Linked DNA regions of Mus musculus: all the other regions are linked to region 4. The links are chromatin contacts, called in public Hi-C, HiChIP or PLAC-seq and capture Hi-C maps. All regions are on one chromosome and are shown on one strand. The core of a region is the stretch at or near the end of the contact, and the rest is flanking DNA. Distances in the headings are between cores, read along the strand shown.

The links. Hi-C and Micro-C count contacts between places; a contact is called where the count stands out from the background. HiChIP or PLAC-seq counts read pairs in DNA pulled down with a chosen protein or histone mark. Capture Hi-C pulls out chosen DNA fragments and counts their contacts.
Region 1: a contact with region 4 is called in an H3K27ac HiChIP or PLAC-seq map of trophoblast stem cells, with 7 times the contacts expected there. The contact joins two enhancer-like sites. A contact is called at or near these places in 2 of 15 datasets of contacts at CTCF or cohesin (the NIH/3T3 cell line and large pre-B cells), 6 of 484 Hi-C or Micro-C datasets (Sertoli cells, bone marrow-derived macrophages, brown adipocytes and 3 more), 9 of 115 datasets of contacts at active chromatin or transcription factors (embryonic limb bud, embryonic stem cells, fetal liver and 4 more) and 2 of 9 other capture datasets (embryonic stem cells and liver).
Region 2: a capture Hi-C map of embryonic stem cells shows a contact between it and region 4, with 10 times the contacts expected there. The contact joins two enhancer-like sites. A contact is called at or near these places in 1 of 15 datasets of contacts at CTCF or cohesin (large pre-B cells), 2 of 484 Hi-C or Micro-C datasets (embryonic fibroblasts and embryonic stem cells), 14 of 115 datasets of contacts at active chromatin or transcription factors (the NIH/3T3 cell line, astrocytes, bone marrow-derived macrophages and 6 more) and 2 of 9 other capture datasets (adipose tissue and embryonic stem cells).
Region 3: a contact with region 4 is called in a capture Hi-C map of embryonic stem cells, with 4 times the contacts expected there. The contact joins two enhancer-like sites. A contact is called at or near these places in 1 of 115 datasets of contacts at active chromatin or transcription factors (large pre-B cells) and 1 of 9 other capture datasets (embryonic stem cells).
Region 5: a Hi-C map of uterus shows a contact between it and region 4, with 3 times the contacts expected there. The contact joins two enhancer-like sites. A contact is called at or near these places in 5 of 39 promoter capture datasets (the 3T3-L1 cell line, cranial neural crest, embryonic stem cells and 2 more), 2 of 15 datasets of contacts at CTCF or cohesin (the NIH/3T3 cell line and large pre-B cells), 2 of 484 Hi-C or Micro-C datasets (cortical neurons and uterus), 6 of 115 datasets of contacts at active chromatin or transcription factors (embryonic stem cells, extraembryonic endoderm stem cells, large pre-B cells and 1 more) and 1 of 9 other capture datasets (embryonic stem cells).
Region 6: an H3K4me3 HiChIP or PLAC-seq map of embryonic stem cells shows a contact between it and region 4, with 18 read pairs. The contact joins two enhancer-like sites. A contact is called at or near these places in 2 of 15 datasets of contacts at CTCF or cohesin (the NIH/3T3 cell line and large pre-B cells), 3 of 484 Hi-C or Micro-C datasets (all in embryonic stem cells), 22 of 115 datasets of contacts at active chromatin or transcription factors (the NIH/3T3 cell line, embryonic basal ganglia, embryonic forebrain and 11 more) and 2 of 9 other capture datasets (embryonic stem cells and liver).

The regions. Positions count from the first base shown.
Region 1 is chr5:64,215,989-64,219,483 of GRCm38.p6, forward strand. All of the region lies in intron 2 of Tbc1d1 (TBC1 domain family, member 1), which reads left to right. Among named protein-coding and RNA genes, the nearest start is that of Gm46913, 30 kb to the right of the region's middle. Within about 2 kb of position 2,058, at least 56 of the 459 cell types and tissues checked have an H3K27ac peak or open chromatin away from gene starts, as enhancers often do. A contact at or near this core is called in liver, where this site is marked.
Region 2 is chr5:64,264,062-64,267,755 of GRCm38.p6, forward strand. Tbc1d1 (TBC1 domain family, member 1) reads left to right here. Exons shown (of 22, transcript NM_001310611.1): 6 at 265-397. Among named protein-coding and RNA genes, the nearest start is that of Gm38634, 8.7 kb to the left of the region's middle. Within about 2 kb of position 1,345, at least 24 of the 459 cell types and tissues checked have an H3K27ac peak or open chromatin away from gene starts, as enhancers often do. A contact at or near this core is called in embryonic stem cells, where this site is marked.
Region 3 is chr5:64,028,461-64,031,970 of GRCm38.p6, forward strand. No RefSeq gene overlaps it. Among named protein-coding and RNA genes, the nearest start is that of 5830416I19Rik, 15 kb to the right of the region's middle. Within about 2 kb of position 1,456, at least 126 of the 459 cell types and tissues checked have an H3K27ac peak or open chromatin away from gene starts, as enhancers often do.
Region 4 is chr5:64,863,465-64,866,962 of GRCm38.p6, forward strand. No RefSeq gene overlaps it. Among named protein-coding and RNA genes, the nearest start is that of Gm31889, 14 kb to the right of the region's middle. Within about 2 kb of position 1,342, at least 201 of the 459 cell types and tissues checked have an H3K27ac peak or open chromatin away from gene starts, as enhancers often do. A contact at or near this core is called in embryonic stem cells, liver, pancreatic cancer cells and 1 more, where this site is marked.
Region 5 is chr5:64,111,254-64,114,782 of GRCm38.p6, forward strand. Pgm2 (phosphoglucomutase 2) reads left to right here. Exons shown (of 14, transcript NM_025700.3): 12 at 755-944. Among named protein-coding and RNA genes, the nearest start is that of Pgm2, 20 kb to the left of the region's middle. Within about 2 kb of position 1,343, at least 75 of the 459 cell types and tissues checked have an H3K27ac peak or open chromatin away from gene starts, as enhancers often do. A contact at or near this core is called in pancreatic cancer cells and uterus, where this site is marked.
Region 6 is chr5:64,235,799-64,239,299 of GRCm38.p6, forward strand. All of the region lies in intron 2 of Tbc1d1 (TBC1 domain family, member 1), which reads left to right. Among named protein-coding and RNA genes, the nearest start is that of Gm46913, 9.8 kb to the right of the region's middle. Within about 2 kb of position 1,628, at least 26 of the 459 cell types and tissues checked have an H3K27ac peak or open chromatin away from gene starts, as enhancers often do. A contact at or near this core is called in embryonic stem cells and pancreatic cancer cells, where this site is marked.

The DNA.
Region 1 (3,495 bases), core at 808-3,307, 650 kb before region 4:
ATTAAAGATAGGGCAACCTGTGGCAAGCCGGCTTGCCAGCCTGGCTGAATCAGTGAGCTCTGGGCTCAGCAAGTCCCCACCACAGTAAATGAAGTGAAGAGCCGATGAAGAAGTATCAACTCTCTGGCCTCTACACGCTCCCATACGCATCCACATAAGTGTAAACATATACACATATACACACACCACATACATATGTGCTCATGCAAAAAACCCCGTATGTCTGAAAACTGTTGTGACTGTGTAGTAGCTACATGGATGTCAGAGTCCATTTTCTTTTGCCACAAGAGAACACGCGTGGCTGCCTAAATTCCTAAACAAATGGAGATTTATTTAGATCATGTCTAGATGCTGGGGAGTCCAAGAGGAGATAGTTATAGCTGGTGAAAGCCTGGTGTGTTCAATTCCTGATGTAGAAGCAAAAGGAGACCCAAGTGGAAGAGAGGAGTCAATGTCGTGTGAGAGCCACTCCATGGCTGCCAGAAAGTCATTCGTCCCTGCATCAGTGTGGTGACTCTATGACCCAAATGCCTCCCACCAAGCTAAATCCCGAGGGCCTAACACCCAGGCAATGGCAAGTGAATCCCAGCATGTGTTTTTGGAGGGTCAAACCATATTTGAACCATAAGAATGTATGTGTATTTGTCCTGGGCTATTTCATTTGGCGGGAGGGGGGGGCATAGGGGAGGGATTGTTTTACCAGTTAAGCTGTAGGAAGCATGAATGATTTGACAAATTCTAGGGGCTGGAGAGATGGCTCAGTGGTTAAGAACACTGATTGCTCTTCCAGGGCTTGAGTCCCAACACTTATGTGATGGCTCACAACTGTCAGTAACTCCAGTCCCAGGGGGTTCTAGTGTCCTCTTTGGCCTCTGTAGGGACCAGGTACACATGTGATACACAGACATGTGTAGGCAAAACATTTATAAAATAATAAATCTTACCCAAAAAAGTGAAAATCCTGTCAGTACCTAATTCTAATGCTCTACAGATTAGGGATAGTCTTCCTCCTCTCTTATCTGTAAGGGTAATTTCTACTTAGCATTTGGATGCCTGGTAAGACTCCAAGCTGCCTACAGGGCCTGCCGTTGGCTCAGGACCCCTTCTCTGGCTCCCTGACTCAAGCAGTCAGCTGTGCTCTTTCCTCTTTGCTTGCAGTGTGGGCTTGCTGGACTGTAAACCGTCCCTTCAAGGGCAGGTGGTGTGTCTACCGCTGCACCCCAGGAACTGATGCGCGGTGATGAGCCATAGGCATTAGTAGACTGATGGATGGTTGAAGCCTATCCCTCGGTGGGGCCAGGTTGTAGATGTGAAATTACCAACTGGTCCTCAGTTTCCCCTTCTTAGGAGGTCAGGAGGCTCCCTGTTTCATGCACTATGGAGATTTTGAACAATGCGTGGGGGGCCAATGGACTTTGTCTAGGGTTCACTGGTTTCCTCCGAGTCTGACAGGCAAAGCACTCTGAGCATTATGCTCCATCACCACGATCATTTCTTATCTCCAAGAGCTGCAATGATTAACGAGATAATGGCAAACATCTGCCAGACACTAAGTGCTCAGGGAATACTGCTTGCTTCCCTCCTGAATAGTGATCTCCGAGAAGGCTTTGAGAGACCAGGCAGGCATCCATTCTTGATCTCTCCTCCGAAGGAAGGAACCGATTCTGCGTTCTGGAAAGTTCTCGGAGCTTTGGTGACCTGTTGAGAGTGACTCTGAGTTTAACAATCAAAGATAACTGTGAGCTAAGGCCATCAGACCATTAACCCATCATGAGTTGGTTCGTTTTAGATGGAGTCTCAGAGCTCAGGCTAGTCTGCAACCCTGTCTGCAGCTCTGGTTGGTCTCGAATCTGTCATCCCTCTACCTCGGTCTTACAAGTGCTGGGGTTTCAGCAGTGTGCCACCAGGGGATTCACTTCAACATAAATGTCACAGCTTGGGAGGAATGTTGGAGATTTTAAGTCCATAATAACTTCCACAATAGCTACAGGGTAGATACGGATCCAGGTGTGATCTGTCCCTGAAATGAGTAGGTAGAGCTGGCAGAACATCCGAGTCCACCTGGCCCCAAGCCACCCCGTTCTGCCTCATAGAGAGCAAAGTTCAAAGGCTCAAAAGAAAGTTAATCCAAACCACAGAAGAAACTGCCTGGCCCTCATCTGAAAGCTGAGTTTATGTTGAAATTCATGAAAACATGAAACTTCACGTTGCTTGTATTATCGTTGTCACATTTGGGAAATTCCAGGTTAGAAGACCTACAATTCAGACCCCCCTGCATAAAAGCTTTAAGAGGATGGATGAGACTCTAACACACATGGAAAGGAGAAGCCATTCTCTCTTCAGGTCCGCTCACCCCTGGTGTCTGTCAGAGCCAGTAGGAGCTGTTTTTAGTTCTGTTCCTTCTCCAGCTGTACAGAGAGGCCAGGGTGTGTGTGTGTGCGCGCGTGCAGTGTGCACGGGTGGTTTATTTTACAACCCGGGCAGGTGTTCTTTTGCTAAGCACTAAATCCCCAGAGACTACTGGAGGTTGTTTCCCCCTATTCTCTCTCCCCCTCCCCCTCTCTCCTCCCCTCCCTCCTCTCTCCTCCCCTCCCCCTTCCCCTCCCCCTCCCCTCACCCCTCCTCTCAGTTATGGGGACTAACTTGGGTCATGATTTCTGGAAAGTGTTCTTGCTCAGTGCACCAACAATGGCACCAAGAAGAGCCTGAGCAGACACTTGGCGAGATGCAGGAGTCTGTGACTCACTGGCTTTTACCTTGAAATCTCAGGTTACACCAAGAAAGCAAAAACAGGGCTTTAGGGATGACAGGATCGCTTAGCAGGTAAAGGCACCTGCCACCAAGCCCGACAACCCCAATTCAACCCCTCAGGCCATTTGGTAGAAAGAGAGAGCCAATCCTAGTAAGTTGGCCTCTGACCTCCACCCACGCCTTCGTACCCTCGTCATGCCCCAGCAGTGGCACATACAATAGTAATGTTAAATTTTTAAAAGGATCGTGTTTTGCATAAGGAAGCATGCTCATTTCAGACTTGAAAAGAGTGAATGTTGTGAGAAAGGGCTCAGCTGTGGATAAAACCTGGGATTAAGTTTGTATAGAAAGTCTTAGAAATTAAAAATTTTACAAAAAAAAAATCATATTCAAAGGTAAATTCAACCACCTAAACCAGGAAACTTTGACCTGCTGTGGAGGGAGGGGAACGAGTTTGGATCAGGTTTTTATTTGCTAATAGACCAGTCAGGAAATAGCATTTCATACTTTTCCATTTTTATTTTTTTTTTATATGTGTGTGGTGTATGTGTTCATGTGTGTGTTAGGTCACATGCCAGGGGTTAGCTTTGGTTGCTGTTCTTTAGGAACACTGTCCCCCTTGGGTTTTCAGAGTCTTTCGTTGGTCTGGAACTCACCTACTAGGTTATGTGGCCTGGCCATTCAGGAAGCGCCAAGGATCCACCAGTCTTCCTTCCTCCCCAGGACTCAGATTACAAACCTACC
Region 2 (3,694 bases), core at 95-2,594, 600 kb before region 4:
CGGAGGCCCTTGCTCTATACTCAGTTACAATGTTCTTACCTTGTGTCTCACCTGTTTTAAGAGTGCTGACGCTAGAGGAGTCATCCTCTGACAACAAAAAGCAACCCTAGCAATTATTTCCACTATTTCCTGTCAGTCTGTGAAAAATAGCCCAGAAAAAACAATTTACCACACAAAGTCTGTCCTGTGAGCTTGCTGCCGCCGTCGGTCAGCCGGTCGGTCGGCCCAGCTGACTTGCTGTTGACCCTTGGCTCCTCTGTGCAGGTTGACGAGATCATGATGACTCTGAAGCAGGCTTTCACGGTAGCTGCGGTGCAGCAGACGGCTAAGGCACCAGCCCAGCTCTGTGAGGGCTGCCCCTTGCAAGGCCTGCACAAGCTCTGCGAAAGGATAGAGGGTGAGTAGGGGGCACTTTTAGCGTGTAGCACCAAGGCCTTGGGTGGGAGTGCTTGTGGCACTACTCTGTAGGGCCATGTCAGAGGGATCATAGACGACCTCACATCGTGCAGTGGATGTGTTCTGTGTGACAAGAATCTTTCCTGGGCATGATGGAGACAAAGCTAAGGACCCACACCCCCTCTTGCCATCTCTCCTCCAAGACACCCTGGGAGGAATAAAGAGGTTAGGAATGCATGTGGTCCAACATTTACTGAGCTGTGTGAGAATGGTGGGTCTTTCAGATTGAACACCACAGAGATCTAGTGAAAGGAGACCTAAGAAGTTTACCATGTTTTCTAGTAGAGAGTCACCTGCAGTTCTGCCAGGGCAGTTTTAATGGAGGAGAGCAGAAAACGGGTCCTGATTGAGAAGTGAGTGGGGAGGAATAAAAACCAAAACCCCAAAACCATGGTGACAATCTTAACTACAGTTTCTAGATGCTTATGAAATGTCACCATTTGCAGGATTTATTTGATAGTAAGAGTTACTGTTTGGTAGTAAGCCTTTCTATCTAGGTGTATGGTTTTTGAGATTGTCACATGATTTAAATTATCTGATTGTAGAAACAAAGGCATGATCATCTTGTGTATCTAGAATACTTGTCACAAACTATAATTCGGTAAAGAAAAACTATATTGACATTTAGACCTAGTTTCTCTCTCTCTTTTTTTCCTAAGTAATTGTGGGAAACAGTGCTTAGAGGTTTTTAAAAGATACTGTCAATTTTAACTTCATCATGGTGTGAAGAAAAAGTAAAATTATTTATAATTTTATAAATAAATTGAGAGGTTAGAGCCATCTAGGGATAAACTCGGGTATTGCAAGCCCCGGATCCACTGTCTGACTACCAGGCAGGCGCTACCTGCAGCTACCCTCTCAGAAGAGGAAGGAGCTCTCTTGGGTGAGAACTGTTCAGGCTAGGGTGAAGTCTGGCCCTGGTCATCAGGGAGGGGCAGCAGATAGGGTGGTAGTGAGTGGTCAGGACTCCTATGGAGGAATCTGGGAAGAAGTATTGTGTGCCCTTTTTCTTCACTTTGCATCTAATTCTATTTTGTAGGTGTATGGTTTTTGATATTGTCATATGATTTAAATTATCCAATTGTAGAAACAAAGGCATGATCATTTCTTATGTATCTCGAATACGTGTCACAAACTGTAATTCTATAAAGAAAAACTATATTGACATTTAGATCTATTTCTTCTTTTTCTAAGTAATTGTGGGGAAAAGTATACCCAGATATACAATGTATCGTTTTCACCTTTTTTTTTTTTTTAGAGTCTGGTTCTTGAGTAAGGTTCCCACTGCTCTCCTTTCATCTTCCTGAGTCACAGCTCTCTCCCCCTTGTAACTTGCCACAGCCCCAGGCAGCCACCGTTCTACTTTGTGTTTTCCTCTGTGTGTGTGTGTGTGTGTGTGTGTGTGTGTGTGTGTGTGTGTGTGTGTTGGGGTAATTTGTGGTGTGTGAATGTATACATATGTGTGCCTGTGTGTGTAGAAGCCAGAGCAGGGACATGGCTGTTTTCCTTTGACTTTCTCTGCCTTGTTGACTTCAGACAGGATTTCTCACTGAACCAGAGCTGGTTTTGGCTGGATTAGTCCGGCTGGTAAGTGCTGAGAGTCTATTTGTCTCTGTTCCCTGTGCAGGAGTTAGAGGCCCGAGCAGCGTGCCCTGCTTTGATTGGAGGTTCAGTGACTTACTGAGGTCTCTTACCACTGAGCTTTCTCCCTTTCTGATTCTACAATTTGAGTTAATCTAGGTACCCTGTATAGTGGAATCAGTAGGATTTGGTTTCTTGGTTTTGGTTTCTTTCACTTAGCATTGCATCTTCTGGGTTTGCTCATTTTATACATGTCAGGATCCTATTTCTTTCTTTGGCTGAATAATATTCTATCAGTTGATTCATTTATTCATCACTGGACATTCCAGTTCTTTTGGCCTTTTCCTGTGTGAGCAGTAGTGCTAAGAATTTTGGTATACACACATCTGTTCAGGTTTCTGCTTTCCATTCTTTAGAGTTAGTGAATTTGCTACTTCATATGGTGAGTGTTCATATGGGTTTCTGTTGCTGTGGTGAAACACCATATCCAAAGCAATTTGGGGACGAAAGGGTTTATTTGGTTTATACTTCCACATCAAGGTTAATTATTGAAGGAAGCCAGGATAGGAAGTCAAACAGGGCAGGAACCTGGAGGCCCAAGGTGATATGGAGGGGTGCTGCTTACAGGCTTGCAACCCATGGCTTGCTCAGCCTGCTTTCTTATAGAAACCATGATGACTGGCCTAGGGATAGCACCGCCCACAATGGGCTGGGCCCCCCATCAATCACTAATGAAGAAAATGCCCTATAGGCTTGCATATAGCCCAGTCTTATGGAGACATTTTCTCAATCAAAGTTCCCTCCTTTCAGACAACTTTTGCTTCTGTCAAGTTGATATAAAACCAGCCGCACAGTGTGTCTGTTTAACTTTCAAGCCTTCCTGTACTCTTCTATAATAATTATATCCCCATTATTCACTGATCCTAACTTCTCTGCATCCTTACAGAAATGATTTTTATAATGGTAGCTGTCCTAATAGGTATGAAATGTTACCTGGTTATTTTTTTATGAGATAAATTAATATAAACATCATAAAGCCTGAAAAGCTTCACGTTGGTCATTACAGTGCTCTAGAAAGAAGCATGATTGATTCATTTAAAAAAAAATATTTCCATGTCGTTACTGCTTGCTGACAGCATATAAACTATATCTGGAATGAGAGTTTTGCTTTAACGAGAGAGCGCAACTGAGAGGCTCGCTAGCGCTTTCCACACGAGCTGTCAAGATAAGGCAGATGATGGTAGAAATGACCCTACGGGCCAGCAGTGACTTGGCCCTTACAGGCAGAGGAGATCTTGATCTGCAGAGCTGGCTCCTGCTGAGTTCCACTTGGTAAATCAGCATTGGGCCTGAGCATGCAGAAAGTTACAGCTGGAGGTTCTATTTGGGACCAAGGGTTTGCTGTTGTGGTTTGGAGAATAATCATTCACTTCCCTTTTACATGTTAACATCCAACCGCGGCAGAAAACTGTACAGCTATAGAGAGCATCCATTAACTATTAAACAGAGCCACGAGGCATCTGGGAGTGGGTGTTTTACTCACTGTGTGTGAAACATTACTAGCGGAATAGATGGTGAGCTATGAAAGGCCACCTTGGAAGAAGAACAAATTTTGGGTCCTTTAATTTTTATGGTTGCAAGTCCAATAAGGAGAATG
Region 3 (3,510 bases), core at 206-2,705, 830 kb before region 4:
GTGCTTGTTTCCATGTTAATAAAGCATCGATAAGATTCCTGTACATTTAGAACGACAGCAATTGACATAAACATACTGTTTCATGTTTATTGGAGGGGGAGGGGCAGAATTATTTGAGGACATGTGTGTTACTTTTTCTCACTGTGACCAAATACCTGAGAAGAAGCATGCAAGAGATGGAAAACTTACTTGAGCTTATGGTTTAGGGTATAAACCATGGAGGCAAAGAAAGGACAACAGCAGGTAGGTGGGCACATTTCAGCAATTGCCAAGAAGCAAAGAGAGACACATCCTGGTACTCAGCCCACTTTCTCCCTTCTATTCAACCAAGAACCTCAGTCCTTAGAATGGTGGTACCCACGTTTAAGGTGGATCCTCCCACCTCAATTAAACCAGTCTAGAAACGTCCTCACAGATGTTTGATCCTAGATGATCCTAGATCCCATCAAGTTAGCAATCAATGTTAACCATCACTGCATGTTAGACAAAGTAATGGCTTTCCAAGGCTGAGGTGTGGCTCAGTGATAAAGCCCATACTGTAGATGGATGAGACTCTGGATTTGATTCCCAGCACTGCAAGAATGAGGATGCGGGGGAAGGCACCTCTACATTGTTGACATTTCAATGCTAGCAGGTTAGATTAAAATTGTTAACTAGTTATTTCCCAACAGAACACTTGTTTTCTTAGACGATTTGGAGGTGCTCAGTGTACTCACAGGACTCTCTACATGTAGAATAGAGAGGTAGACAAGACAGAATGATCAATTTTGAGACACAGCCCTGACTGCCATTACTGACACTAAATCTGGAAAGGGACCATCAACTCTGGAGATGCAGTAGCTGCAGGGAAGCTGGAAGAGGCAGGCAAACCCTGCTAATACCTTAATTTTGCCCCAGTGAGACCTGTTTTGTATGTCTGGCTTGAGGATACTGTGTCATTGGAAGCCTCTGACTTATTGATAATTTGTCATAGCAGCAGCAGAGAGCTAATAGAGGGGCAAGAAGGGTGAGGTGACAGGGTCTTGTCCTGCACCCAGACATACTTCTTTGTTGGTACAGATGCCACCTGGCCCTCGGGAAGTTTAAAAGCTCCCTCATGTTCTCATGTGAGGTGAAATTCTGAAGCCATCATCCTTGAAGGAGATATAGTGCCCTAGTGGTGAGTGGTGTCGCCATAGTCAGTTTTCCTTTCTGAAGTAGCTGCTTGATCATTGGATGCCCCTGGCTTGCCCAGTTGAGTCACCTAGAAATCATCTAGAACACACCTACACTGGGCTACAGCCTCCTAACTACTGATCCTCTAGGTACGGGGTTGGGCTGGGACAGAAGTTGAAAGCTTCCTACATGGTTTTAGTGTTTGATCAGGGTGGAAAGCCCCTGTGTCAGGAAAACAGTGGAGGCCTCAGGAGGCTGTGTCGTTCTGAAAATTCAGATACCGTCACTAATGCAGAGCAAAGGAGGTTTGCAGAGCACAGCCTAATGCGGCCAGCTGTCCCCAACAGGAAATGTTTACACACGTTTACAGAACTTCTCTAACAACGTTGAGCAAGAGCCAGCTGTTTTTTTTTTTTTTGAAAGAACAGCTCAGGAACACTAGAACCTAGGACTCACAAGAAGAAAGATTTGAAAGCACTTCAGAAGAGTGGAATGTAAATGTAGACTTGAGGGGCTAGGTGGGAATACTGTTCTTAAGGGCTAACCATTCACAGAGGTCACAATGGCATGTGCTTAGTGGGACATTCTCCACAGATTTTTTATTGCAAAGGGGGTGGTGTTAGCATTTCTTTTTATCGCATTCTTATTTTTTATTATCGAGTGTCCCTGTGTGCAGATAGGGAAGGATGCTCATGCCAGGGCATTTGTGTGGTTAGAGGACAACTCTGTTAAATCTGTTCCTGCCTTTCACCTCCTCATGGGTTCTGGGGATCAAACTGAAGCCACTAGGCATGCCAAGCAAGTGCCTTTAGGGCTGAGCCAACCCACTCGTCCTATAAATAGAATTTTGATGGGAACTTCTGGTAGTTGCTACCTTAATCTACTGATCACATTCAGTGTTAGTCACAGTGGAACACCCTGCCCTTATGTGAGTCCTGATAAGATCCAATGTGAAGTTGACAAATTCACCAGTGAAATGTTCTTTCTCAGATCTCCAGACTTAACTTCCAAGAGAAGAGAAATTACCTGGACAGAGGAGCAAGATAGTGGAACCATGAGAGAACAATCAGGTGAGTCACAGCTGGCATGGTCTCTTCAAAGAGATACTACTGCTCTTAATTTCAGCATAAAAATGAAGATGCATAACCAGATATGATCGCTTAGTGGGATCCTAGCTTGGCTTTTATATAGAAGGAAAGAAGAAAAGAAATGCCTGTCTGTTGGGAGCCGCCCCCACATTCGCCGTCACAAGATGGCGCTGACATCCTGTGTTCTAAGTGGTAAACAAATAATCTGCGCATGAGCCAAGGGTATTTTATGACTACTTGTACTCTACCTTTCCCGTGAACGTCAGCTCGGCCATGGGCTGCAGCCAATCAGGGAGTGATGCGTCCTAGGCGAAATATAACTCTCCTAAAGAGGGAAGGGGTTTCCGCCATTCTCTCTCGCTGGCATCTCTCTGGCTCTGCGCGCCCTGCGCTCGCTCGCTGCCTAAAGATGTAAACAATAGAACACGCTCTGCGCTTTGGCGCGCCGGAGCTCTGGCTCCTAAAAATATTGAAGGGGCTTTCGTTTTTGGGGCTGGGCGCTGGGCGCTTGCCCTCCTGGCTCCCAAAGATGTAAGCAATAAAGTTTTGCCGCAGAAGATTCTGGTCTGTTGCGTCTTTCCTGGCCGGGCGTGAGAACGCGTCTAATAACAATTGGTGCTGAAATCCGGGACGAGAAATTCCGGGACGAGAAAAAACTCGGGACTGGCGCAGGGAAGATCCCTCATTCCAGAACCAGAACTGCGGGTCGCGGTAATAAAGGTTCCCGTAAAGCAGACTGTTAAGAAGGATTCAACTGTATGAATTCAGAACTTTTCAGCTGGGGAACGAGAGTACCAGTGAGTACAGCTTTACGAGGTAAGTCTGATCTTGAACTTTCTAAGGAAATTCAAGACAGTCTATCAGAAGTAAAGTGGAATATGTTTGGCCTTGAATTTTTTCTGGTGTTAGGAGCCCTTTTGTTCCTTTTCACATGTTATCAAGTGATTAAGATAGGGCTGAAAATTCTAGAGGAAATTCAGGGCAATCTATCAGAAGTAAAGCGGGGAGAGAGAGTAGGAGCAAAGAGAAAATATGGTACACAAAATAAGTATACAGGCCTTTCCAAGGGTCTTGAACCCGAGGAAAAGTTTAGGTCAGGTAAGAATACCTGGGGAGAGATTAGAAGGAAGGAAAAGAAAAAAGAAAAGAAAAAAGATCGATTAGCGGAGGTCTCTAGGAGATACTCGTCACTAGATGAGCTCAGGAAGCCAGCTCTTAGTAGTTCTGAAGCAGATGAAGAATTCTCCTCTGAGGAAACAGACTGGGA
Region 4 (3,498 bases), core at 92-2,591:
ACAAGAGACAGCTATATCAGGGTCCTTTCAGCAAAATCTTGCTGGCGTATGCAATAATGTTTGCGTTTGGTGGCTGATTATGGGGTGGACCCCCGGGTGGGGCAGTCTCTGGATGGTCCATCCTTTCATCTCAGCTCCAAACTTTGTCTCTATAACTCCTTCCATGGGGGTTTTGTTTCCAATTCTAAAAAGGGGGGAAGTGTCCACACTTTGGTCTTCCTTCTTCTTGAGTTTCATGTGTTTTGTAAATTGTATCTTCTTGGGTATTCTAAGTTTCTGGGCTAATATCCACTTATCAGTGAGTGTATACCATGTGAGTTCTTTTGTGATTGGGTTACCTCACTCAGGATGATGCCCTCCAGATCCATCCATTTGGCTAGGAATTTCATAAATTCATTGTTTTTAATAGCTGAGTAATACTCCATTGTGTAAATGTAGCACATTTTCTATATCCATTCCTCTGTTGAGGGGCATCTGGGTTCTTTCCAGCTTCTGGCTATTATAAATAAGGCTGCTATAAACATAGTGGAGCATGTGTTCTTATTACCAGTTGGAACATCATCTGGATATATGGCCGGTGGTCTTTACAATAAAACTATGGAGTGGATTTCTGTCTCTCCCTTGGATCTTATTCCGGGTGGATATCTCATCCAGTGAGTTAGTTAGAGGATAGAGAGTGGCTTCCTGGCTCCCAGGTCAGACTCATCTCTCCCCAAAACCCTACCAGAGCTTCTACAGTCTCCAAAATAACATTCTCATGGATGGTTGAAGGTCTCTGGTCACTTGATCCTAGATGGATCCAGGCTCAGTCCAAAGCTTGGATGGAAGAAATGCTACATGTCACATTAGAATCTCCAGCCATTTCACCAAGGTCCCAAAATGAATAGGGGGGGGGGGAGGCGGGGGAGGGGGGGCTGGCTCAGTGGTAAAGAGCACTGACTGCTCTTTCCAGAGGTCCTGAGTTCAATTCCCAGCAACCACATGGTGGCTCACAACCGTCTGTAATGGGATCTGATGCCCTCTTCTGGTTCTGTCTGAAGACAGCAACAGTGTACCCATATAAATAAAATAAATAAATCTTTAAAAAAAAATAGTTAATGTGGGCACCAAGACTCTCACGAAGCCCCCTGGGGCTTACTTTTTAACATGACAGGAAAGCTATGGAGGGCCATGCTGAGTGAAGTACCTTCTTGGTCTGTTACCCTATTATTGTGTTTGGCAAGTGAGGGAGTCAGGGCATTAGTTACTCTACCGCAGAGCCAGGCCTCAGCAGACACCACCAGCCACTTCCCCACAGTCAGTCAGACCTGGGCCACTGGGTCCCCTGCCTTGTTGCTTGGCAGCTTTCTTCAAGGCCTGGCCTGGGCAGCCACACCCAACATTCTCACCACACCCTGTAATTCTCGCCACCCAGAAGTTCTTGCCACACCCTGCCTGCTCCCGGAAGGTAAACAAGGCCTCCAAAGAAGGGCTGCATTGTGTGCTTGCCCTCTTGGCCTTGGCTCTGGAGGCCCCAAATGGGCCTTTGACTTACAAACTCTGGCAGATCTATAAACAGTGACTAGAACAGAGGCCCTCCTGAACTTCAGCTGACCTCCAAGCTGGTCGGTTCTGAGGGACAAGTGCCTAGGCACCTGACTCCAGTGAGCAGAATTTCTACACCACCCAGAAGTGGGGGGAGTTTGCATTTGGGAAAGATAGAGGGAGGGGTGTCATGCTCCCTGGGGAAGACTGAAGTTTGGTCGTGTCACCCAGAGTAGAAGAAATTGCTGGGACATCAGTGAAGACCTCGGCAATGAGAGATGACAAAGTTCCTTTCCATGGAGCCCTGATTTGCACAGATGCAGCCGCTGAGGCATACAGAGTGCTTGCCCTGCGTCCCCCACTAAGCCTCAGATCCTTACCTTATTTGTGGATCATGCTGAGGGCGAAGCTCACTGTTTTCATTTCGCTAGTGAGGAAGCTGTGGTCCAGAGCCAGTAAGCAGGCTGCTCAGGGGCTGCTGATGAGCCCACAAGAGGAAGAACTAAGTTCTGAACCTAGCCCCTGGCTGGAGGCTGCCACCAGGGCAGCCTGTGAGTTAACACTGAGTCCACTTTCTTATGTCACAGGATGCACAGAAAAGGAGTCACTTTGGGGGTGTCTTTGTCTATTTTGACTGCTGCAATAAAATGTCGCAAACTTAGACCCTTTACAAACAACAGAAATATGTTGTTGAGAGTTTGGGAATTTGGAAGTTCAAGACCGAGGCACTAACAGATCTGGTATCTGCCCACCTGTGGTCATGGGGATGGTTCATGCTGTGATTGTTCCAGCAAGAAGAGGCGGGACACCACGGCCCCACCCGTTCAGGACCTCAGTACCTTATATCACCTTGTGACTTTCGTACATGGGCTTCATAGGATACAAGTACACTATAGCAGACAGACTGCTGAGGATCCCCCAAAATTATCAGGTCTCCTCAGAGTAGCTGGGTCATGTGCAGAAGGTTGGCGGGACTTTCTTACAACCAGAAAAAAAACTTGGCCCATTTGCCCTAAAAGCTCTCGAGTGGCGCACGGCTTTAATCCTAGTCCTTGGGAGGCAGAGGCAGTCTGATTTCTGAGTTCAGGTCAGCTTAGTACAGAGGTCCAGGACCACAAAGACTAACCCTGTCTTGAACACCGAAAAAGAGGGAGCTAGAGAGATGACTCACTGGTTAAGAGCACTGGCTGTTCTTCCGGAGGACTCTGGTTCAATTCCTGACACCCATGTGGTAGCTTATAGCTGCAACTCCAGCTTTAGGAGATCTGGCACTCTTACACAGATGTACATGCAGGCAAAACACCAGTGAACATAAAATAAAAACAGATCACACTCATTGTTAACTGTGTGTACCGAAAGGGTAAAGAAATGCAGAGATTCCCCTCACAGAGACTCTATGCAAGGGGGAGTTCTGTATCTGACCTCCAGTGTGGCCTTCCAGGATTGTCCCTCTGAGGTAATTTCCTGCAAAGGATGTGACAAATACCCCTAGAAAGAAAACTCCCTAACACACAGGTGTGGAAGGCTGAATGCCCCAAACCCTACTAAACACAGGGCTTTGCTCCATACCGTCAAGCGTTTGCAAGTCAATGGGGAGCAGGCTTTCCTAGTGTAGTGTCTGGGAATAAGCCTCATTTGTTAGGCTCTTGGTTAAATGCCCCCTTTTCAAGTCCTCCAAGAAATATTCTGAAACATCAACTTACTTGTTCCCATGGATCTTTCCTTCAGTTAGTACGCTAGAAATATTTCAAGACTAATGGACAAAGGAAGGTTTAGGATCCGGGTTTTTTTTTTTTTCCAAGTGGGAACCCACATAATTTAAGTCATGGGTGCCCTCTGCTGGAGACCCAGGAAAAAACAAGGACTCTAGCAAGAGCTGGGCTTTAAGGTCCTCCCTCCTCTTCTCCATGGCTCCTCTTCCTGTCCTTGGTTATGGTAGTGAAGCTTAGTGAGGAAAAAGCTGGGACATTGTGA
Region 5 (3,529 bases), core at 93-2,592, 750 kb before region 4:
GAGCTATCTCTTCTGCCCTGGACCTCTTTTTTGTCTTCTTTTAAAATGTATTCACCTTTATTTTATGTGTATGGGTGTTTCGACTGCATGTCTCCATGCACCGTGTGTATGCCTGGTGCCTGCAAAGGCCAGAAGAGGTCATCGGGTCTCCTGAAATTGCTATGATGTGTGTGAAGCTGCAGATGTTTGTGAACCACAATGAGGGAGCTGAGACTCAAACCTGGGTCCTCTGGAAAAGTAGCTCATGCTATTAATCACTGAGCCATCTCTTCAACCCCTTTACTTGTTTTTAACATTTATTTATTGTTTGTGTGTGTGTATGTGGTATGTGCATATGTGTGTGTGTGTATATCTATATCTCTCTACCTATCTCTCTCTCTCTCTCTCTCTCTCTCTATATATATATATATATATATATGTATATATATATATATATATTGTGTATATATGAGTGGGTACACACGTGCCACCAAACACATGGAAGTCAGAGGACAACTGAGGAATTGTTTCTCTCCTTTTATTATGTGTGTTCCAGGGATCCACTAAGGTTGCTATGCTTGGCAGCAATCACCCTTACCCACTGAAGCATCATGCCAGCCCCAGCTTCTTCTTTAATGTTAACTCATCTTTTTGAAGTTGGTTAGAGTTCCCTGTTTCACTCACTTTAGAGTGAGCTAGTTGGCACACATCTTGCCATACATTCTGCAGAATTTTTGTGGCTCATTTTGCTTACATTCATGGTTTCTTTTTATAGGTACGGCTATCATATTACCACAGCTTCATATTTTATCTGCCATGATCAGGGCACAATTCAAAACTTATTTGGAAACCTGAGAAACTATGACGGGAAGAATAATTATCCCAAAATGTGTGGCAAGTTTGAAATCTCTGCTATCAGGGACCTTACAACTGGCTATGATGATAGCCAGCCTGACAAGAAAGCTGTAAGTCACATTTACTTCTGTCAACTAATCTATTCTGTGTTCACCATTGCCTACCATTTGAATAGATTCCTTTATTTCCATGGTTGATTGAAAATTCAGGCTGGATGTGTATAGCTTGGGGGTAGGCTGCTTGCCTGGCACATGACAAGGCCTTGGGTTAGGCCCCTAGCATCAGATAAAGAATAAACAAATAAAATAGGATATGTGGGAAAAACTAGAAGCCATGAGTTAGAAATGCAAGTGATCTCACTAGTCATTTGATGACTAATGACATTCCAAGCCATCCTCCCACAGGCAAAGAAATGGTGACTCAGAAGGGCAGTGACTGGTCAGGGTCCAGGTGGAGGAGAAGCCTTTTGACTCTGGACCCAGCTTTTTCTCTTCACCAGAACACGTCACTCCAGAGAGTATCTGAGTCACCCACACCAAGAGGACGGGTGACTAACCAGAATTAGCCGGATATGATGACACATACCTATAAATCTTTAAATCCCTACACTTGGAGAACAAGACAGGAGCATCATAAGTCTGAGTTTGAGACCAGCTTGGGTTATTATGACATCCTGTCACAAGCAAACAGTGCTGAAAGCCACCCTGGAGTCTCTCATTGCGTAGCTCGGGGCTAAGAATGAAGAATTCGCATGTCTAATTAGATTCCAGATGACTCGAGACTGGTCCACTCTGGGGGAACCACTGATAAGTGGCTTTCTGATGTGTTTGGCCTTGTTCTCTGGTTGCATGTGGCCTAGCTGCAAATGTTTGCATCAGGATCTCCCTTAGAGCCAGAGGTAGCAGAAGTGTAGAGCCGGCCATGCCCAGGTTAGGAGGACAGCAGGAATATCCTGACGGAATTTTAGATGTCTTCCTTGATATTTACCTTTTTGTATTTTGTTTCAAATTTTTCATATGAACAGAATATATTTATAAGAGGTAAATGCTATTAGAAAGATTATAGTGAAGTGTGACATTTTATTGTCACACTGAGACAACCAACCACCTTTCCTCTCAATCGTTTCTCCTGCTGCTTGCCATGGAACTTTTTCCTGTCTCATGGAGATAAAGAATCCATGCATAGACTTCCTACATACAGAAGCCCTGTGCCTGGCGTCAGGAATCGTCCCTGAGCCTTGATTATGATGGTTAACCATTACCATGATCTGAGTTTCTCAGTAGCTTCTTCAGAGTCCTGCCCTTCTGTACATGAAAAGTTACGTTCCTATAACCAGTTAGGGTTATTTGTTTTGTATATGATTGTATCTTGGTTGTCTGGATTTTTATGCCAAATGTCACTAGTCCTCCCTAATAGTTCTCGGTGACATTTTTTTTACTGCTCCCAGGTCCCAGCTGTTATGTGGCCCCTGTCTGTGTCCATTGGTCTTCCTCCACCCCTCCATGCAGCTGGATCATCCTCTGGATTGAGCGCACAGCTGTCCTCCTCAGAATGCCGTTTGCCAAGGCTGAGACCCTCACTCCTGAACTCATGGCTTCTTCCTGTCTTCATTTTCCTACATCACATCTTCTAAGTGTTTTCTGGGACGGTGAAAGTAAAGCTGGGGAGGCCTCAGGGCTGAACATGTCTTGCCTTTCTCACATTCCCCAGCCTCAGAGTTTGAAAGCACTGTTCCATTACTGTCCGGTAACCAGACTCTATCTTCAGGATCTACTCATCTTTGTAGTGATGGATGTGTGATGCGTACAAAGACGTTAACACCGTTCTCGCCATTCTGTACAATTGACTTTGTCCCCTCGATGAAAAAATCTCTCTCTAAACGCAGTGTTCTAAATTGTCACAGTATGTTGGTTAGCATTTCTCTTTGTTCAGTGTTGTGGTTACTTTTTAAGTGTGACAGACTTTTTGGCACTGCAACAAAATACCAAAGAGAAGCAGTTTAAAAGAGAAAAGGTTTATTGCTTCATTGGTTCAGTTGGTGGTCATGTGACTCTGTTGCTCTTAGGCCCGTGGCACTGTAGAAGTCTGACAAAGATGGGCATGGTAGAAAGAAGCCATTCACTCTGCTCACTTTACAGACAAGAAGCAGAAAGAATACAGCGAGGCCAAGTTCTATATATATACCTCAAAGACAGGTTCCCAGAGACCCACTTCCTCCAATAGCCCACACCTTCCACAGTTCTACACCTCAGGACTCTACTAAGTAAAGAATGCATTATCAATGCATTAAGCCATTGATTAGGTCAGAGTCCACATGGCCTGGGTTTATCAGGAAATGCCCTTGGAGACAAGCCCGGAGTGTGCTGTGTCGCTCTTCCAGTAGGCACGTGTTAGCCTAATCCACTCATCATGCTGGGCCTCTGCTCTGGGTTTCCTTTAGGTCTCAGTTTTCTTGGTGAGATGTCAAGAAAGGGAGATTGTTGACTGTTTTCTCGAAGAGTCCTTAGGTAGACGCTTGCTCTCCGGGGCTGGTGGCCTTTCTTCTTAATTTCTATCTTCTTTTCCTATTCTTCCTCTTTTGAGGAGTTTTTCTAATTTTAACTTTTGGTGTTCCTGTTGACTGTTAATTTCAATTCTTATTCCCAATTTTTCTTTTCAGAATGGCATCCTATTGATGGTTCCCCCCCCCCCTCCC
Region 6 (3,501 bases), core at 378-2,877, 630 kb before region 4:
CTTCTACTAGTCTGAAATCACTGTGAAAACCAGCCTGGGGGGCTTTGCCCCAGTGTGTATGAATCACATGGGTATCCCAGGTAATGTGGCTGTAGTTTTCTTGGTCTCAATGGGAATACTTCTAATGAGTGCCTGGGTGATGTGGCTGGTCTGGGGACTGCACTGTGAGTAAGAAGGCTCTCATATTTTTTTTTTAAAACATATGCCATACCGGGCAGTGGTGGCGCATGCCTTTAATCCCAGCACTTAGAAGGCAGAGGTAGGCGGATTTTCTGGGTTCAAGGCCAGCCTAGCCTGGTCTACAAAGTGAGTTCCAGGACAGCCAGGGCTACACAGAGAAACCCTGTCTCGAAAACAAACAAACAAAAACATATGCCATGGTTTCACTTGGGTTTTTTTCTTTCTATATTTTGTTTTTTATTATTTTTTGTTTGTTTCATCTGCAAGAGAAACCTAAAAAAAGAAAATCAGTGACCTTGAAATTGGCTGTCTAGGGAACCAAAGTGGAAGAGGTACTTTTGTACCTCATACTCCAACACATTGTTTAAAAATTTGAATTTTTTATGTAGTAACCATTCAGTTTATCAAGTTCAAAGTCTTTGGTGTAAACACTTCTTTGTACTTACATCTTTGCTCAACATAACATTAGAATATTATCACAGTCTAGGAATTGGAGTAGTGTTTGATGAAAATGATACTTTGCCTCCTCTCCTTTCTTACAAAAATACATTTCAAGTGCTATTAGAACCAGTAGACAGCAGAGCAGTTGCAAAGTGCCGGGGCAAAGGACCAAGAGGGACTTTTCGGGTTGTGCCAAACAAGGTGGGACCCTCAGAATTGGTCAGGGTGACATGGTGAGGAAGAAGTCCTAGATCTTTTGAGACACAGCGTGATGCCAGTGTGCTCTCCACAGCTGGAGCCAGCCGGCTGTCTCCCTTCCAGTCCTTAGTTAGCATGTCTTGCCTCTGCTCCCGGGGCGTCCAGGCTAGTCTGTTTGCACCCTCTTTTCACTTCAACTGGCATGTTCTCTTGGCTTCCACTTGTATCACATGGTGCAAGTGTTTCTCCAAGGAAGATGACAGCTAAGGCTGTGAGCTGGATTTTGATAATCTTAACAGGAATGTTGTATTCGACAATGTTTTGGTAGACTTATCTGAAAAAAACAAAAAACAAAAAACAAAACAAACAGTAAGCTGGGAAGATCATTTCCTAGTGTTCTTGCTCTTTTCCTGCAGATTATTTCATATCTGTCGCGTGTTATAACAAGAAGAGATGTGTGAGCTCTGTTGGCTTATTTTGACCCGAACTGTTCTGGTTAAATTTGCAGAGCCTGTTTTCTCATTCTGAAACAAACAAACAAACAAACAAACACCAAACCCTTCATATCTGTTTGTTTTTTTGTTTCCTTTTGTTTGTTAAAATCTATTTTTGACTAACATCAGAGTATGAATAGGAAACTGAAGACCATTTGTAAACATAGTCTGTTAGAACCTGGTTGGATAGGTAGTTGGGTTGAGTGGATGATGGTTGCACAGTGTGAAGGGCTGAGGGAACAGAGATGAGAGACGACAACACTTGCATCCTTTGAGCATTGTGTAGTTTAGGTGGGGGAGGTGGCCTGTAAGGGAAGGTTAATTGCAAATTAACTAGGCTGTGTTTGCAGGGCTCAGCCAGGGTTCTGGGGAGAATGGAAGGTGAGGTCTGTGTGAAATCTGTAGGAAAGGGCAAACAGGTCACACACAGTGTGGGAGGCTAAGGGAGAAAGAACATGGTTAGGAAGCACTAGTGGGGAAGAAATAGTACCCTAATTGATTGTCCAACACCAAGTAGTTAGCCACTCTCAGCATCCTGTAGTTAACTAGTTACATAGTTACCAGTTTGTCTAGGAGTGGAGCCCCCAGGAGATTTCTACTTTAACATGTCTGTCAGTGTCTTTGTTCAGGTCTTGTTTAGGCATCTATATGGTAGAGGTATCATGAGTGAATCTTCACTCTCGTTCTAGGAGAGACAGCCTGACAGATTTCCTGGTCCTTGGGCTCTGATAATCTTACCACCCCTCCCCCACATTCTTGTGTTTCACAGCTGTCACAGTCGCTTCCCACTTTTAGTACCTTGCATAATTCCTTCTAACACCAGTTTTTTTTTTTTTTTTTTTTTTTTTTAATCTTGAGGAAGGCCTATTATTTTAACCAAATTATTGATACTTGGGTAGATTCAGAAATGAAGGCGCTTTTTTTCATCCCAGCACATCCTATTTATGGTTGTGGCTCAGGTGTGGAAATTCTGGTGGAACTTAGTTCTGTTGTTCAAAGTGGAGTGGAGCTTTGAATGTGATTCCGTTTGTTCTCTTCTGCATAAAGAAGCTGGCGATGAACCAGAGCAATGAAGTCAATTTTGGTCACTAAGTTCTCATAGCTAGTTTATGGCTAAACTTAACCCCGAATTTCTTGTCTCTGGGTTTTGTATATATTAAATATTGCCTTGCTGACTTGTGAGTCAAAGCTATACATATCTTTGAAACAATGTATTGTATTTCTCATATCTTTATTTAACCACATGAGAGCATACTTGTGAATTTCAGATCATGGTGGGCATGGGAAACGTCAGGGGTGGGTAGGAATTATGAGCAGTGGTTGGGGTGAGTGGAGAGCCTTTACTTATGAAGGGTGTCATTAACACAAGGCCCGTGGCCTGGGAGAGCAGCTGTGTGAACGGTGTGCAGGTAGAGAGTATGGCCTGAACCTTTGCAGAGTGAGACCATTGAGGTCCAGTGTGGCAGAGTATCCCTGGCGCTGGGCTGTGGTGACTCACTGGTCCATTTATTTAGTTCTCTTGTTCCCAGGAAGACTCATAGGAAATGAGCTATATGTATAATGGATTTCCTTTCCTTCAATAAGGGTGATGGATTTTGTTTGGAAAAGCATTACCTATATTGGGCATTTAAGAGAAGGGGAAACTTGAATTAACATTAAAACATGGAGAGGAAGAGGTAATTACATATCTGGACACTTTATGTGTGCCAGCCATGATGGGAGTAGCCAAGTTCTGTAACATACCTGATTCTTGGAGTAATTATGATCCTAGTGTGGTTGTTGGCTCTTCCTATGTGTTTTTGCTGGTGTGTGCATAGGGAATATAAAGAAACCAACATTTAGAGAAGCTAGGTAATTTACCAGAGCCATCTTAACATTTAAAAAATTATTTATTCTACTTTATGTGATGTGTTTTGCCTGAATGTATGTCTATGCACTGTGCATGCAGTGCCAGTGGAGGCCAGAAGAGGGGGTTGTATCCCCAGAAACTGGAGTTGATAGCAGTCATGTGCGTGCTGGGATTGAACCCTGGTTCTCTGTAAGAGCAACTGGTGCTCTTAAAAGTGCTGAGCCATTCCTCTGGCCCCATCATAGCTATTTTTAAAGTTATGCTTTTATGGACAGATAAAAATATATTTACTATACCTACCATGATGTTTTGACATATCTACAGTATAGAATGACTAAA